Linked DNA regions of Lactuca sativa: region 1 is linked to region 2. The links are chromatin contacts, called in public Hi-C maps. All regions are on one chromosome and are shown on one strand. The core of a region is the stretch at or near the end of the contact, and the rest is flanking DNA. Distances in the headings are between cores, read along the strand shown.

Region 1 (2,700 bases), core at 176-2,675, 160 kb before region 2:
TGATTGTGATATATGAATGATAAGTATGATTCGATGATATGAATGTTAATTATGGCTTAGTTGTTATGTATGGTATGTGATATTTGGGGGAGCTCACTAAGCTTCATGCTTACAGTTTGTGGTTTTGATTTCAGGTACTTATAGTTCGAAAGCGAAGGACCCAACTTGATCGCAGCGCACACACCCGTGTTTTCCGCAATATGTGATTCTGGGATTCAACTCTGATAATTGTGTCACTTAGAAATGTTTTTAAATATTTGGATCAAGTTACAATCTATGTTTTAATTATAATAAAAATGGAAATTTTATCCTTGATTTTTGGGATGTTACAAACCGCTTTGCAACAAATTAAATACTTAGGGTCAAAAAAAGAAATTACTTGAACAAAAGGTGGTACAAAATGATTTTTTTTTAAATATATCCGTTAAAAAACGGTCAAAAGAGCAACGTTAAAAAATTGGTACAATGAAACTTAGGCTTGTTGAAAATAACTGATACCTGATTACCCAACCCGACCCGTTTTGAATTCAGGTAGATCGGGTCGTGTAAATCGAGTATCAGGTTAGGAAATTCGGGTAATCGGGTAACCCGATATTTATATAGTTCGGGTGTTGGGTAGGTTTAAAAAAATCTGTATATGCTTGAATACCCGATTAAAAAACCATATAATGTTATTAACCTATTGATCCAAATGACTATATATACTTACATTTTAACCCTTCATTGTTATTTAGTCAAACTGACTTTTATAAAATTAAAATGAATGTTTCAAAGTAAAATCATAAATCTGATACAAATAAATATAGTAAAAAAGTAAAGAAAATGTTAGTCATCGCATAAATTTTAAGAAACAAATAATTAATATATGGTTATTAAACTACAAAGTTTTACATAGACCTAATTCTTGCAAAATGATTGTTGCCGGAAATCTTATACCTTTAATTTCATGGTAATATATAGCTTTTATGTTTAACTTCACGATGCCCAAACTAACCATAAAAATTTTTGCATTCAAACCCAAATGTAATAAAATCCAATTAATGATACTTAAGTAATTTTAGATATACCTGAAAATACCCGATCCGACCTAAAACCCGAAAACCCAAATTGCAATATAGGTTGGGTATCTTGTATTATTATTTTAAGGAAAACCTGATCTATTTGATCCAATCTACTCGAAACCCAAAATTTTTATCCGATCAACACCCTTAATAAAACTCCCGGTGCCTTGACGCAGCCCCAACCCTTCCCGCACCGCCACAAGTACAGAAAATGGCACATCTTTCGGTCTTATTTGTAATAAAAAAATCTTAACATTACAAAATATAAGTTGCTTCGGCCTTCCTCTCTTCGGTGGCGTATAATTTGATCAATGAGTTTTGGATACTTTGGGCCAAAGTCCAAAACCACAAAAAATAAAAAAATAAAATAGAAAAGAACCATTGAAATCTTGCAACGTTCTCTCCAAGCCACCACACAACATATAAGCTCCATTTTGCCTTCTGCAACCACATCGCGGTTTTCGTTACATCCATTGATGATGGAGAGAGCTGTTCTTCTTCGCTCTATCTCTTCATGTACTTCACATGCGTGTATTCGAACCTTCTCTCGTTCTTCCCATCGTCTTTCCTCCAATCGCCACCGTCTTATCCCCAATATCCACCGCCGTTCTCCTCTTCGCCGCCACCTCCGCCAAATCTCCACCGCCTTGCCATCCCGCCTTCATTTCAGTTCTCGCTTCTCGCCTGTAACCCCCAAAGCCATCGCAACTTCATCTCCACAGTTCTCACCTGGTATGACTAATATCACTACTAATTCATGTTCCTTCCGCTTCGTTGACAAAGAGCTAAAGTTTCGTACTTTTTTGGAAAGAAAATTGATATGGAGTTTGTTACAAATTCTACATCAGCAATTCAGCATTAGTCCTTTTTATGTTAATTGCTATACAGACATACGGAGTTTTAAATTACAGTTGTCCTTCAAATGTTATTCACTTTTATATCAATTACAATTTATCCTATTTGAATTCAGAACTCAAGTTTTAGCTGTCTTTCGAATACCGCTGAGAGGACATGATATTATTCACGACTGATTTACCGGATTAGGTTGTCATAGTCACTCATTATCACTTGTTAATGTTAATTTTAGGGTTTACTGCTTGTTTGCAGATGCTATTGGCGCTCACGATGATGTTGCTGAGAAGCTTGGATTTGAGAAGGTCTCCGAGCAGTTTATTGAGGAGTGTAAGTCGACAGCTGTTTTGTATAAACATAAGAAAACCGGTTGCGAAGTAATGTCTGTATCAAATGACGACGAGAACAAGGTCTTTGGCGTAGTTTTCCGAACTCCACCGTAAGTTTCCTTTTCAGAATCTGAAAACTGCTGTGTATTGTTTAATGCTTGTATGCATTGTAATTGAGACAGCTGATTAATCCATAATCCATTAGTGCATAACTGCATATGTTATACTAATCGTCACTTCATCCAACTATTAATGCAGGAAAGATTCAACTGGAATTCCTCACATATTGGAACACAGTGTATTATGTGGTTCAAGAAAGTATCCTCTGAAAGAACCTTTTGTTGAACTACTGAAGGGGAGCTTGCACACCTTTCTAAATGCGTTCACATATCCTGATAGGACATGCTATCCTGTTGCATCCACAAACACAAAGGTTAATAACTTTTGACTAATTATTG
Region 2 (2,700 bases), core at 171-2,670:
TTAGACTCAATAGCAAAGAAAAGACAAAGTTTTAGTATACCATGTAAATAGATTACATCGATAAATCTTATTGGAAAATGTTTGGGATTGATTAATTTTGGTTAAATTAACTTGCGTTGTCTGGGCATGCCGAGAAGCATAGTAAGAACCTTTCACAAACTTATTCTTTCGTTTAACTGGTTTGAATCTTCTTATTGAGTTTACTTTCTCAAGGATAAATGAGTACACCATACACTCTTGAAAATAGGGTTGGGAATATTGTGAGTATCAATGTTTTCTTAGCAATAAGAGAAGATATTAGTATAAAACTTGCAATATAAATCATTTTTAATTACAAACAAAGATATGTGAAGGATTATCTTTAGAATTTAAATTGCAATATATAACATACAAATCGTATGGAATTTTCATTATGTTCCATTCCATGCCTCGCAAACATGTTTCTGGAATGGAATTACTTATTCTGTTATCTTGCTTTTACGATTACCTATCCATTTCATTTCTTTGTTGTTCCATTCTTTGCAACCTCACATATCTCAAAAAAGTAATTCTGAAATCCATCATACAATAAAAAATGTTTTATAAACTCCTTTAAGGGAAGAAGAAAGATAAGACTAAATGAGTATATGGTGTTAATCTAATTATGATGTTCTTTCATCTCTATTTGCATGTTTCTAGATTGTTTCTTGTATTATCTATAAAATATTGTTGTTATATTTGAAAGTTCATTTTACCCTTTTCATCTTTTTGTGTGTATATTTTAATATTTCAGGTTTTTTTAGAGTATTTGAGGAATCGTTTCTGCTTGGTAGTGGGGTAAAGTCAAGGGCCCTAAAACTGGAGGGTAGTTGTATTTATAGCCACTTAAATATTGAAGATTTTGGTTGGCATTAATTTCAATAATCATATGTACCTTAGAAGTGAAAAAGGATTGAAATTACTCATATATGACGTGGAAGGTCATCCACCTAAATTTATCGCGTCACAAGTGAAAAGAGAATTGAAGTTACTCATATATGACGAGGAAGGTCATCCAACTAATACAACAAAAAGTTATGTCTATAAAAAGATCCTTCAACGATTATAGATATTTAGGTGTTTCATTGTTTTTTTTTTCCAGACATTTCAATGTTACCAATAATGCTAAGTCTGTTTCTATTACTTTATTTTTTTTATAGTTCCAATTTTTTTATACCTTTATATGTACATTTTTATATGTTCCCCGCGTTTTACGCGGGTGATAATCTAGTTTTATCTATAATATTTTAGTATTAGAAAAGGCCACTGTCCATAGATGGAAATTGAATGGACATACGGGAGATAAGAGATTGAGACTTTTAAAAGTACATAATGATCCAGTGGGCTTTTAAAGTTAATGGGCTGCCTACATGATTAGTCTTAATGTCTTGTATCAACAAGACTTTGGTTACAGCGACACCAATCATCGTCAAATTGCAGAGTCGCCATTGATCATCTCTATCTCTTTCTCTCTCTGAAACACACAGTATAAGATACAGAGATAAAGGATGGTAAGAGAAGTATCGGAAAGCTGTATGGATAGCTTGTTAACGGAGATTGTATCGTCGTATTGCAACCGATTCTACGCCAATAAGCCGGAGCTCGCTGCTCGGAGAATCGAAGCGATTGGTTACCAGGTCGGCCATCAGCTCTCTGAAAGGTACGTAAATCACCTAACACATACACACACAAATTCAATTCAACCTCAATTTTTATATCATATCGCGAAATGATTCTATTTATTAAGATTGTAGGTCAGTTTGGTTGGGTATTGGTTATGTTTCCTATGTCTGTATTTATCGATCCAAATTTACTCACTCTTTTGACTATCAGTTAACATAAACTAGGGTTCTTTCCAATTAAACTACCTCCACAGATATTTCATATCACCACTCTAGGATTATAAACTGTTGAATTAAGAATTTTTCAGGATTTTACATACATACATTTAAACTATAGAGTATCTTGTTATTAAAATCAATCTTCTTATTCGTATTTCACTATGAGATACCTTAGTTAGTATGTCGACAAAAAAACTATAGTAACTGAAAATGGCGAGTTTTGATTGTTGTGTTAGGTATACAATGGAGCGCCCAAGGTTTAGTGATCACCTAGAAGCAATCAAGTTTATCTGCAAGGATTTCTGGTCAGAGCTCTTCAAGAAGCAGATAGACAATTTAAAGACTAATCATAGAGTAAAACTTCATATCTCAAGTTCTACAACTAAAAGTCATTGTTTTAAATGTTTAATTCGGTGGCTTTTTTGTTCTTTTGTTACAGGGTACATTTGTATTGCAGGATAATAAATTCCGGTGGCTTTCACGCATGTCAGGAGATCCATCAATGGAGATCTCTGGTGCTTCTCAAGATCCTTCTGCCATATCTGAAAACAAAGCAGCACAAGCAACAGGCATGCATCTTTACTTCCCTTGTGGAATTATAAGAGGAGCACTTTCAACTTTGGGAATCCCTTGTGCTGTTTCAGCTGATATTTCAAACCTTCCTGCATGTAAGTCTTCAACTGCCTTCTCTGTAAAAAGAAATAAATATTACAGTATATGATAAATTATTACAATCACATGGACTAAATTTCTTAAAGACAAGATAAACAAATCAAGATCATAAATCATTAATTTGTTTGTAATGTTGTTGAGGGGTTTTTTCAGGTTCGTTTGTGGTGCG

The links. A called contact is a pair of places that touch in the nucleus more often than the background predicts.
Region 1: a Hi-C map of leaf shows a contact between it and region 2, with 5 times the contacts expected there. The contact joins the promoter of LOC111877788 here to the promoter of LOC111877766 in region 2. A contact is called at or near these places in 3 of 4 Hi-C or Micro-C datasets (leaf and seed).

The regions. Positions count from the first base shown.
Region 1 is chr5:264,048,563-264,051,262 of Lsat_Salinas_v11, reverse strand. LOC111877788 (presequence protease 1, chloroplastic/mitochondrial) reads left to right here and starts at 1,425. Exons shown (of 20, transcript XM_023874307.3): 1 at 1,425-1,793; 2 at 2,169-2,352; 3 at 2,501-2,675. The coding sequence starts at 1,538.
Region 2 is chr5:263,888,610-263,891,309 of Lsat_Salinas_v11, reverse strand. It overlaps LOC111877766, which reads left to right and starts at 1,420. Exons shown (of 4, transcript XM_042902856.2): 1 at 1,420-1,678; 2 at 2,096-2,213; 3 at 2,317-2,527; 4 at 2,685-2,700. The coding sequence starts at 1,527.